Regions from separate parts of the Sus scrofa genome. Here region 1 is linked to region 2. Evidence: chromatin contacts called from public Hi-C data. All regions are on one chromosome and are shown on one strand. The core of a region is the stretch at or near the end of the contact, and the rest is flanking DNA. Distances in the headings are between cores, read along the strand shown.

What was found. A called contact is a pair of places that touch in the nucleus more often than the background predicts.
Region 1: a contact with region 2 is called in a Hi-C map of liver, with 12 times the contacts expected there. The contact joins the promoter of ARHGEF37 here to the enhancer-like site in region 2. A contact is called at or near these places in 1 of 5 promoter capture datasets (liver), 8 of 47 Hi-C or Micro-C datasets (brain, embryonic fibroblasts, heart right ventricle and 5 more) and 2 of 2 datasets of contacts at active chromatin or transcription factors (alveolar macrophages and skeletal muscle).

What each region holds. Positions count from the first base shown.
Region 1 is chr2:150,658,654-150,664,650 of Sscrofa11.1, reverse strand. ARHGEF37 (rho guanine nucleotide exchange factor 37) reads right to left here and starts at 2,181. Exons shown (of 13, transcript XM_003124090.6): 1 at 2,105-2,181. It overlaps CSNK1A1 (casein kinase I), which reads left to right and starts at 2,220. Exons shown (of 10, transcript XM_003124088.3): 1 at 2,220-2,928; 2 at 3,492-3,598. The coding sequence starts at 2,806.
Region 2 is chr2:150,545,626-150,551,921 of Sscrofa11.1, reverse strand. It overlaps IL17B (interleukin-17B), which reads left to right. Exons shown (of 14, transcript XR_002342005.1): 3 at 1-468; 4 at 2,971-3,038; 5 at 4,052-6,296. Among named protein-coding and RNA genes, the nearest start is that of PCYOX1L, 23 kb to the right of the region's middle. Within about 2 kb of position 2,426, at least 8 of the 83 cell types and tissues checked have an H3K27ac peak or open chromatin away from gene starts, as enhancers often do. A contact at or near this core is called in liver, where this site is marked.

The DNA.
Region 1 (5,997 bases), core at 932-3,431, 110 kb before region 2:
GCTGGGTAACAAAGACCTGAGAGAGTGTTTGACATATCCCAAGTCATTCCATTTTTCTACTTATTTGTACCAAACAACTCTAGAGATGGGCAGGCCACCCTTGTGTTTTTATTTTCTCCATTACTACACCCGTCTGTATCTCTTGTGCTTGTCCTTAATCATTTTACTCAAAAGACACCCTGTCTACTAGTGACCTTTTCTTGGATAAGCACTGTGGTTTGTTTTATTTTATTTAGTTATTTTTTGTCTTTTTAGGGCCGCATCCATAGCATATGGAAGTTCCCAGGCTAGAGGTCCAATTGGAGCTGCAGCCACTGGACTACACTACAGCCACAGCAACAAAGGATCCGAGACACTTCTGTGACCTACCCCACAGCTCATGGCAAAGCCAAATCCTTAACCCACTGAGCGAGGCCAGGGATCAAACCTACATCTTCATAGATCCTAGTTGGGTTCATTAACTGCTGAGCCACAAAGGGAGCTCCAACCAAAAAAAAAAAAAAAAAAACCCTTTAAATGTACACCTCACCCCTTACGGTGAACTCCTTAAGCTGAGGGATCCGTCAAATTTGGGGTAGCTATAGTAGAAAATCAGCAGAACAGTCACTATCTCTGGAAACCTGGAAACTTCAAGATACTTAAAACTGATTTTTTTCTGCTCAGCCCCAGCATGCAGAAGGTTTCAGTCCAGGGACTGAACCTGAGCCGCAGCAGTGACACTGCCTCCTTAACCTGCTGCATCAAAAGGAAACCCCAACTTTTTTTAACAAAAGAAAATCGAACGGCAGAGAGTTTTAACTAGGTCGGACACACTTTGGAGTCACCAGTGAAGACTGTCCTTTTGGGGGTCAGGGGGCCTGGGTTTTGTTAGCACCTCAAAACTTCACCTTAAACCTTAGAAGTCTCTTTCCCTCTGTTCTCAAATTCAAGACATTTAGGTTAAAGCTTTATGAATACAAATATTTAAGCCAGAAATAAAGTAACATGGAGAAATCCTAGTCAAGATATCTTTCAGGATGAACTCCATTACTAACTACTTGATCAGCTTTCAAAGTTGCAGTTGAGGTACATTTTTTTCCTGTTTTAATGACATTCTTTTACTTGGGATAGTAAAATAATGCCGCTTTTGCACTTTCACAACTGAGGCTTTGATTCACTCATTCGTCAGCGTTTGACTCAGACTGCAGATGACAGCAACATGGACATTTCTCCTGGGATCATCACCACTAAGCCCAACCGTCTGAGGTCAAATTTTGTAACCCAAAATGTGGTCAAGAGGTGACTCTGTTCAATGTTTTTGTTTGTTTTAGGGCCGGACCTGTTGCATGTGGAGGTTCGCAGGCTAGGGGTCGATCGGAGCTGTAGCTGCCGGCCTGCACCACAGCCACGCCGGATCCTTAACCCACTGAGCGAGGCCAGGGATCAAACTCGCAACCTCATAACCTCATAGTTCCTACTCGGATTCGTTTCGGCTGCGCCACCACGGGAACTCCTGTCCAATTTCAGTAAAAGTTTTTACTGTGTAGAGTTTTAAACGCTGCCAATCTTATGGTCTAATGGTCATTTTTATCCTGTGTTTCTGGGGTCAACAGCTCATTTTCCCACACGACCAGGATAGGGTGTTTCAAGGCATTTGGGAGGGGGATAACTTTCGTTTTCCCCCGGCTGCAGATCTTACTTTCTATCGACCACGTACGTGCCACTACCCATGACTTGGATATTGGGGTTTTCCTCCGGGATCAAACAGCGTCAGCGGGAAGCAACCCGAAGCCCCAGAGCAGCAGGGCTGGCGCCTGCGCCCCTCTTCCCGGGAGGGGAGAGCGGGCCTCCAGCCCTCCGAAACCCTGGGCGGCCAGAGCCGCCGGGCTGCGCCGCGGGAGCCCCGAGCGCGGCTGCTCGTCTCCCGCTCTCCACCGGAGGCGACAGCTCCGCCACAGCGGAGATCGGCCGGAGCCCCGCAAAGAGCGAAAGGGTGAAAACCGCCTCCGACCAAGAGCAAAGGTCGGTACCCAACTCCCCGGGAGGCCTGACGCATCCCCTCCCACGAGCACTGCAGTGACTCCTCCCTAACACGTCTCGAGGCCTGGGCCGCGCGGCCCCTCACCGAGCAGGCGGGTCTGAGGTGACTAACAGGCAGCCGCGGAGGAGCAGCGGGCGACCGGAAGTGGAAGCGGGCGCGGGGCGGGGCGCGGGGCGGGCGCGGCACGCCTGCGCAGTCCGCGGCGCGGCAGTGCGCCTGCGCGCTTGGGCGGTGACGGGGGACGCTCGGAGCGTGGGCCGCGACTCTCACGGATCCGGTTCCGCCCTCCCTCTCGCCGTCGACCCTCGGGGCTGGCGCCCGCGATCCCTTTCCCAGCGTGCTCCGCGCCGTGAAGAAGCGGCTCCCGGGGACTGGGGGCATTTTGTGTTGGCTGGAGCCGGAGCAACAAGATGGCGGCGTCGGCGGAGTGACAGGGGTCCCTCCGGGCGGGAGCTGGCGGCAGCGGGGGCAGCGGGATCGCCGCCCTAACTCACCGCGCCCCTTTTCCAGCCGGCGACGTCGCCGCGAGAGCGAGGCAGCGGCGGCCGCCAGGAACAAGTGGCCCGGCCCGGCAACCGCGAGCACCGCCTCGGCAGCCTGCGGCCTGGCCGGAGGAAGCCTGACAGCCGCGGAGATCCGGGTCCGCCTGGCCGGTTCCGGGCCTGTAGCGCCGAGAAGGAGCCAGCGCCCCCCGGTTCCTGCCGCGCTCCGCGGACGAGCGCTAGAGGCCTCCGTCGTCCCCTAGAGGTGTCGGGGCTTGGCCCCAGCCTCCATCTTCTCCCAGGATGGCGAGCAGCAGCGGCTCCAAGGCCGAGTTCATTGTCGGAGGGAAGTACAAACTGGTGCGGAAGATCGGCTCTGGCTCCTTCGGGGACATTTACCTGGCGATCAACATCACCAACGGCGAGGTAATCCCCCGGGGTGGGGTTCCCGACCGCGCCTGCCCCCCCCCCCCAGCGGCTCGGGCCTTTGCCCCCCGCGCGCGCGCCCCGGGAAGTCCAGAGGGAGCCGGCTCTCCCGGCCTGGGAACCTCCACCGCTGTCCTTCCCTAAAAGGGAAAGAAGCGAGGCAGACGTTGGGGTACTGTGGAGTTTCCCACCTTACTCGGACTTTTAAACCCATCCTCTAAGGTGAGAACGGCAGAATCCCTATGCTTCGCTCTCTCCCTATTGAATTCTCCTGGGGTTCTTGTTCCAATTAGCGCAGCTTCCGATCGCCTGGCTTCTTCAGGACCTCTCTTTACGTTTTCTGGATGAATCATTTTCCTGCACTTTAGAGGACGTGCCGCTTTCGTCACTGCCCCCTGAAGAGGCCTTTGAGGCTGGATGCCTCGTTTTGTAATTACAAAGAGAGCTTTCTCCTCCTGGCTCTACTGCCGGGAGAGTTGGGGCTTTGCTCACGTCGCCCCGTCCTTTCCGAGTGACATTGAGTCCGTAAGGATGTTGATGGCATCATTCCCTCTCCCCCGCAGGAAGTGGCAGTGAAGCTAGAATCTCAGAAGGCCAGGCATCCCCAGTTGCTGTACGAGAGCAAACTCTATAAGATTCTTCAAGGTGGGGTCGGCATCCCCCACATACGGTAAGAGTCCGTGGGCAGACGGCGCTCCTCCCGGGGAGGTACCCGAAAGGGGGATGTGGGAGCGGCGGGGACGGGACCAGCTGGATCCGGCTCTTGAGGTCTGAGTGGCCGGGGTCTCCGTGGACCGTAAGTCACCCCAGTCCCCGAGCAGATCGTCCTTTGCCAACTTAGGCCGCGTTTCGGTTTGCGCACCCTGCTCCGCTTAGCGTCCGTCCGTCTGGCCGCGGTTTTGAAAGTGCGCGGCCCATCTTTGATCCCGACGCGGAAGGGGTGCCTGCTGCCGTCTCCCGGTCGGCTCCTCCGAGGCTGCTGGGATTGCCCGGCGAGGGCCTGAGGCTGCGGGCGGCGGGGCCCGCCGGCTCGGGCTGGCGGAGCCGGCCTGGGAAATGGCTGCTCTTTTGTTGTGTTTTGTTCCAACATGTCTTCCTGCTCCGCTTAGAAAATGGCGGAGCGACGTGACTCAACCGCACGCCCCTGCCCTCGCCTCTGCCGGGTTCACGCCTGAGGCTTCCTCGACGCCCCGGCGGCAGCCCTGAGCGGCTCAAGCCTTTGAAAAGCCGGGATCGGGCTGCAGGCAGTGGTGGGGTTCACGGAGGGGGCTGGCGTGACGGCGGCGGGCTTGCGATCGCCGCCGCAGATGCGAGGTGAAATCCAGTCCCTCCACGGGCCCCTGCAGGGTCCTTTGAGGGGCGCGGAGCCCTCCGGAGAAGGGAAGTGTTTGCTGCCTTTAGTCGTGTCCTAAGTTTGGTGGCTCATGGCAAGGGCAGCTGGAGCAGCGCTGTGTTGAAATGGACTCCGTTGTATTAAAAGAAAACTTAATCATGCAGTTTGCTAAGTAACTAACCTGTTGAGTTAGGTGGTCAGCAACTCCTCATAGCTGGGAATTTGTGGGTTTTTGGAGATGGGATATTGGTGAAGGCAAAGAGTAATCGGGATAAAGGAAGACATTGGCTTCTTTTAAACGGTTAAGTTTAATGGGTTGTAGACTAGTTGGACTCTTGAGATTAAAGAGCCTTTTCCAAGAATAGAATAGTTTGGACCTAGCCCTTTTCCAACAATTCCTCAAAAATAACATTTGCAAAAATATATCAGAGGTTGTTGTGAATTAACCGGAATGGTATTTATTGTAGCCTCTTTTCCTATCCTTGCTTTAATTTCTCAAACCTTGAATTAAGGATTGGAATATATACAAAAATTCTGATGTGGAAACAACCCGAATGACACTATCTTTAAAAAATTTTCAGTGATAATAGACATTTTTAATGAAGAAATGGAATGATACAATGTTCTATTGGTGGGAAATGCTAAAGTAAATTATTTGGAAGAAAATTCCGGGTTTATCTTAGGACGTAAATTTTAAGGTGAAACCTGAGATGATCCAGATTTGAGATTTTCTTAATGGTTCTCATCCCTTAAAAGAAAAACAACAAAACTCTGCTGTGTGGGAAAACACATTTGTTATTGTCAAGAATGAAAATCTTGATTAGAATGTCTAGCTTTTTTCTTCACAAAATAAAAAATGTTATTTTCATTGACCTTAAATTTTTAAACCCCTTTCCCCTTGCATTTATTTCCATCCCTTCCACCTCAGCCCCCAATACTCATTTTTCCTCACATGTAAATATATATAAATATATATACCTAACTTCGCATAAGGTTTTTGAGATTCATCTATGTTGGGTTTTAAAATTTTCACAAGTCAGGTTGAATTTAGTTTATTTGAAATCATTTTCAAGAAGCATTAAGCATTTGGTGGCATTTTCAGTGCTAAACCCAAGTTAAGTGCATGCACTTTTATTTGGTAGCTTTTATTTAGGACAGTACTGATGCAGATCAACAAGGGCAGTAGTTGATATACTGAATAAGCACATAAATAAGTGAAACTGGCTTGTAAGCAAAATTCTAAGATGCTGAGTGCCGAGAGAGTTTGCTAGTTGTGAACTGGGTGGAGCTAAAGAGATTAACCTGACTTTCAAGTTAGGGCTTTCTGGGAGAGGAGATGGGCTTTCAGGATCTGGCTCTAAGGAAGAGAGCTTGGGGAACTGGTTGAGGAGGGCATTCAGGAGTAGGTGTGGCTTCTGGGAAGATTCTGGGAAGGGAAAATGTAGTGCTTGGGTGAGGGTGGGGGAAGGGTGATTGGTTTTAAGAGTGGTGTTGTCTGCGTACAGGGAAAACAAAAGTGCATCATTGGTTTTAAAGGAACATAGGAGAGAGCTGTTTTTCCCTGAAGTGGGAAAGATAAAGACTCAAGTTTTATTTTGGGTACCGCTGTCTTCTGCTCAGTTTGTTCCCCTCCATTTCCACATCAACTGTATACAGTATACACTTCATATTTACTTGGTAAATACGGAATTAAATTGTTTGGTTTAGCTGGAATAACTAAGGCAGACTGTGTTGTG
Region 2 (6,296 bases), core at 1,177-3,676:
AGCAGCTCGGCGTTGGCTCCCAGCAGGTTCAGGCCAGAGAGCAGCCTCGGCAGGAGGCTTGGGCTGGGGTTCCCTGCAGCCCTAAGAGCCTGCCGGTTCCCGAGGCGGTTTTCTGGTGGGGGAGGTGGGGTGGGGGCTGGTGCCCTGGCTCTGGCAGTCAGGTCGGGCTGCTGCCAGGCCCCCCAGCGGTGGGTAGTGCGTAGCCTCAGTTTCGCTGGTCTCTTAGCAGGTCCTGTCCTGGTACAGTGGGTCCCTGGCTCCTGAGCCAGGTGCTGAGAGGCACGTGTGAATAAGGCATGTTTGCTGCTTGCGAGAAGCTTCCGCCCAGTGACTCTTCGGAGCAATAACAGAACATGCACACGCAAGACTCCAAGCACAAATTCACGGCCACACAGCCACACACCGAGCCAGTACAGTGACTGCAGCACCGTCTGAGCCCACAGCAGCAGCCACCACGTCCAGAGGCTGGTAAGCACCATGGGTTGGTTGCTGTGTTGGCGGGGGTGGCCTTTGAACCCAAGCCACAGAGGGAGGGTGGCCCCTCCCCTGCTTCCCCCTCCGAGCCCCCCCCCCCCCGCCCCCGCAGCACACGCTGCTCCCTGCACCGGTCTGGGCCCTGGGAATCTGACGGGAACATTTCTCCTGTTGGACCCTGTTCTGGCTTCCGCTGGCGGATGGGGCTTCCCACCAAAACTGATGCGGGGCCAGCAAGAGGTGGGGGCTGACAGCGGGGCGGGGAGCGGTCAGAACTCTGGGTCTTGTAAGTCCAGACGTCCTGTAAACTCTGACCAGAGCCTAAACATCCCTGCACTGAGGGGAGGATGTGCTGCTGGGCAGGGGGCCCGGCGCCTCCATCTGCTCCGGGACAGGCTGTTTATGCCGCAGCCCTGGAGGCCCCGGGCTCCTTCCTGTCGCGGTCTGGGCAAGTAGAGGCGGGAGGGGCAGCCCCACCTGGGGGCCTGAGGCCTGGGACTCAGAGTCCACCTGTCACGGCCAGAAGGGAACTGTCATAGCTCCAGAAGCCCAGCTCTGCCCCCTTCTCGAATCTCCCTCACAACTGGTCCCCTGGTTCCTCCTAAACCACCTCAGCTAAGGGGGAACTCTCTTTTCCCCAGGGCAGTCAGTTCTATTATCTGGCAGCTGGAAAGTTCTAGAAAAGATGAGTTCTAGAATTGTTCAGTGCACCTGATTGAGCACAGCCACAATAACGTCTGCACCAAAATAATAGCGTCATTCGCTGAGCCCACACTGTGCGCGGTACTTTACGGGCGTTATCCCGTTAAATCCCCCTCCTCTGGAGGAGGACACACGGGCTCAGAGAAGGTAGGGCCCTCGCCCAGGGCAACCCAGCTGTTTCGTGGAGAGGCCGGGGTCCAGTCACTTTAGTTCAAAGTCTGTGCTTTTAAGTATTAGTCGATACTGGTTCTTTACCAAAAGCCAACATTGCACTCACACCACAGAAACTCCGTCCAACAAACAATAGACACGGAGCTCCCGTCCTGGTGCAGCGGAAACGAATCTGACTGGCATCCACCAGGACGCAGGTTTGATCCCTGGATCTCAGTAGGTTAAGGATCCGGCATTGCCATGACCTGTGGTGTAGGTCGCAGACGCGGCTCGGATCTGGCGTTGCTGCAGCTGTGGTGTAGGCCGGCGGCCACAGCTCCGATTGGACTCCTGGCCTGGGAACCTCCCTGTGCCGAGGGTGTAGCCCTAAAAAAACAAAAAACAAACAAAAAAACCAGGCACACGTAAGCCAACCAGATCACAGTAAAAACAACCCATGTCAACCACATCTTAAGTACCAATTGTGTGCCAGGCAGATCAGAATTTTAATGATAAGGCCGTTTAACAATCAGGTGAGGAAACTGTGGCTCACTGAGGTTTGGAAAAATGGATGAGGCCACATAAGAAGGGGCAGGCTGGACAAGTGTCCAGCCACCGTCTCTGAGGTCTGCACTCTCCCGCTGCACCCTGCTGCGTGATGGGGAGGGGGCTGTCGTATCATGAAAGAGAAAAGATTTATTATTTTCAACAACAGCAAAGAAGCTTTAAAAAGTGGGATGTGCATCCTTAGCGAGGCACCATCTGCCTGCACTGGAGGGCCCCGCCAGGACGCTTTAGACGGGGCTCCCGCACTGGCAGGGGCCCCGCAAGATAGTCCCCAGCATCTGTCTGCAGCCCCAAACACCAGCTTGGGGTCCTCAAGCCTGAAGGTGGGGTGGGAGGGGGGCCTTGGCCCCCCTTCCCGGAGTGCAAGCCCACCCCCACCGCCACCCGCCTCGCGTTCTTTGACTGCCCCCCGCCCCCCCCAGGGGAGGAGGCCTTGGCGCCTGGCCTGGGCCGAAGGTCCTGTGGATGTGCCCGCCCTGTCCACCCAGGCCTTTGCCCTTTTTTGAGAACTGGGAGCTTTCTGGATGGGTCTGTTCCCACCACCAGTGTTCCAGTCCAGGGAGCTTAAAATAGTGCCTCTTGGCTGGGGCTCTGGAGTGAGCAGTGAGGGAGGCATTTGTGCAAATATGGGCCTGGGAGCAGGACTCCTGCCCCGAGAGGGTGGGGGCGGGGTGGGCAGCCGGGCGGGAGAGCCAAGGCGTCCGGGGAAGATGCTCCCTCCCGGCCTGACGCCCTGCATCGCGCGGCAGGCGTCTGCTGGTCTCCTGCCCTCCCCGGCCTCACGGGCCCACGTGGGCACATCTCTGCACCGCATCCCGCAGGGCTCCCGGGCCCGGCCAAGGCTCCACGGTGGCCCCCGGGGATGGGGACCTCTGCCTTCTTGTGCAGGTTCTGTCCTTGTCCCCGCCTCGCCATGCCGTTCCTGCCAAGGAACCCTCCGGGAGCAGCCTTTTGAAGCCCCAACTCCAAACCTGTTTTAGCAGTTACAGTGACAATTGCAGCCACCACTGACTGAGCGCTTACTTTGGTCAGGTGTTCTGCCAAGTGCTTCAGCATTTTCTCCTCTGGTCCCCACAGCCATCCCCGGAGAGCCAAGATCCTATCTTTTCCGCTCTGCAGAAGAAACTAAGGCTCAGAGAAGTCAGGTAACTTCCCCAAGGTCACACAGCTCAGAACTGACAGGGGCAGGATGAAAACCAGGTCTGTCAGCCTCTGGCGTGTGAACTCTAACCTCCCGGGCTGTGCGTCCCCACTGCCTGGGGCTCCCATTCTCGGTCCAGCATTAGCGCCGTGCATCACGTGCATAGAGCCGCTCTGAGTCAGTGTGTCAGGTGTTTGGTGGGTGCCTGCTCTGTGCCAGGCACCTTGCTGGGCACCATGCGCACGCCCTGGAGTGCTCAGGTCCCCTTGAGGACTCTAGGTGGGGCTTGGGCTTCGCGACGCACCCCCCCGCCTCCCGGGCAGGGTCTGCTTTGACCTTGTCAGGGTGAGGGTGAGGCTTAGCCCCTCCTCGAGGCCCAGCTGCCCAGGTGGGCCCTCCCCTCTGTTCCCACACCGCAGGGAACCGTGTGTGCAGGAACCGGATCTCCTGCGGCTGTGGGCTCTCTGAGCCTCAGCTGCCCCGTCCGTAGAGGTACCTCTAGGACCTCGTGCAGGCGGTGGGGGGATTTAATAAAATGGCGTGGGAGGGACTCGGCACAGTGCCTGCTGGTCAGTGAGCACAGTTAGGCAGCCCCTTATTGCTCATTGTTGCTTCCTGAAAAGCCTGGTGTCTGGTGGTACCTACCGGGCCGGGCATGAGCTTGGTGCTCCAGCTGAAGGGAGGCGCTCGCCCCAGCCCAGCCCTGCCCTCGCTTCCGGCCAGCTGTGTCCTTCTTGCTCTGACGTGGATGGTGTCCCAGGCCCTGGCCCTCAGCAGCAGTCGGGTCGCTCGGGCAGCCAGGAGCGAGCATGGGAACTTTACGTGCTCTCCTGGGTCCCGTTCCAGGGAAAAGGGGTGGTGCGCCGGGAAGTGCTGCCAGGGTTTGCCCGCCCCTCGGGGACATCTGGCTTTCTGGTGGTGCCACCTGGCGGTGAGCACAGAACTGCTCCTAGCTGGGCGGCGGCCGAGGGGTCTGTTGGCTCGGAGCACGACCACTCCCTGCTCCTGTCTCTCCAGCCCGTCCACCCGTCCCTCCTTCGCCTGTCTGACCGCCTTCCGTGGGAAAAGCTCTGCTGTGGGGCAGGAGCCCCCGAAGCCCAGGTTCCCACGCCTCCCTCAGGCCTGCCTCTGACCGGCCGTTTGCTGGTTGGCCAGGGTTCCCACTTAGGATAGCCTTGAGGGCACATGACCTCTCAGGGGTTTCTGGAAACCAGGGCTGGGAGAAGGGGGCCTCCTTCTTGGTCCCAGGATGGAAACTCAGGGATGTCCCTGGGTCCGTCCTTGAGTCTCCACAGCCCCTGCCTGGGTACCTGGGTACCCACAGACCCCCCCCCCCCATTAGGAGGGTCTGGCCCAGCTCCTGGTTCTCTCCTGACCAGGCAAGGGGCCCAGCCTGGCCCAGGGCTGTGCGTATAAGGTTTGGGGAAGAAGAGTAAGAACTGGAAGACTGAACTGCTCAGAGCAGCCTCAGCCAGCTCCGCACCGGCTCGGAGGGCCTGCCCGGCCTTGGTTTCCTCGGGGTAGAACGGGGAAGGGCGGGGAGCCCCGGGGCCCCGGTCGGGGCCTTGTCAGGGTACAGGTCCCTGGGCCTTCTCTTTCACAGCTCCAGGGCCAGGGCCTTGGACTCGGGTAACAAACGCACAGAAGCTGCAGGCGGCGCAGATGAGGAGAGTGTCGTGGTTTCAGGTCCTGAGAATCCAGTTGGAGCCCCGTCTGCTTTTAATTTCCCCGCCTTTCTGTGGATGCGGTGGGGGGGCTCCGCTGCAGGTCTGTCGGCCCCCACCACCAGCAGGAGTGGAGGGGCAGCAAGGAGGCCGCCCGCACTGCCGCCAGGGTGCCCCAGCCCCAGCCCCTCCCGCGCGAGTGCAGGGCCGGGACAGCCCGGGGTGGGAGTGGGGCCCTTGCCGCTTGAGGAGGTATTTTCGGAGTCCCCCTCCCTTGAGCGTTTGCAGCGATGGAATAGAGCCTGTCTAGTATTTGACCAAATATGGTGGGGTCTCTTGTGAGCTCGAGCCTCAGCCAGCCTCTCGGTCACGCTGTGGAAACCTGCCCTGGGGAGATTAATCTTGGGACGTTCCGGAGCGCCTCGCACCCTGAGCGCTTCCCCCGGCGATTCCTGTAAATGGCCAAGCGCGGCCGCGAGCAGGAGGGTGCCGTCTGGATGCCCGCTCGTGGTGTCGTCCCCCGCCCCCGGGACTCGCTCACTTTCGGCCGGGCTGTTCCCTTGCGGGGAGAGACCCAGCCCAGCAGGGCCAGTCTGTTCAGGGCAGGGTTCCAGGACGCGTAGACCCGGGGGTCACCGGAGCTCACAGACTTGGAGCCAGGCCCTGGGAAGCCCAGGGCCGTGTCGCCAGGAGAGCGGGCCGAGGGGGGCAAAGGAGAGTTGGCTGAGCAGCGGGAACCGTGCTTGCTCTCACGTGAAATGGAACAGCTAATGTTTAGAATAAGCATTATGTCATTATTTTCTAATAATTTCCATAATTACCTGCTGTGTTTATTGAGCATATACTATGTGCCAGGCACTGGGCCAGCTGTTTCGCCTGGGGGATTTCGCTCTGTCCTTGTAACAGCCCCCAGATACTGTCACGTCCTTGTTCCAAAGATGGAGGGGCTGAGACTCAGATTTCAGAGGGGACGGGGGCAGGCTCACTGTCACACTGTCCATCCCTGGGCACAGCCCCCATTTTACAGAGAGAGACACTGAGGCCGAGAGAGACAGGACGCCACAAGCAGCCACGCGGGGCAGGCCCCGGCGAGCCCCTTTGCACGAGGGGCCGTGCTGCGCCCGGGGGCCAGGACAACCAGCCGGAGGCCTTCGCAGACCGTGGCTTGGCCTGTGCCGGAGCTCTCGGATGCAGGAGCGTGTTCATGGCAGGCCAGAGCCGTGCAGACAACGGGCCAAGACAAACAGAGTGGGGTGGTGGTTGAAGCCCTGCGCGGGGCCCAGGAATGAGCCCTAGCTCTGTCGCCTCTCGCTGCTGTGCCACCCTGGATAGGTTCCTTCTTTGTTCTGGCCTCAGTTTCCTGCCTGAGATCTAAGGGGTGGGACTCTGGGCACCCAGGGCCCCGCGCTCCCCTGAGGCTGGCTGAGGCCAGGGTGCCTGCGGCCGCCTCCCTGGGGGCTGGGGCCAGCACCCTTCGAGAACATTTGCTCTCCCGACCAACGGACAGCCTGTGCCTCCTCCGCCCTTGCCCCCTTGCTGTCCCCAGACCAACGAAGCGGATTGTCTTCACCGGCCCTGTGGGTGCTGGCTGGGCGGCC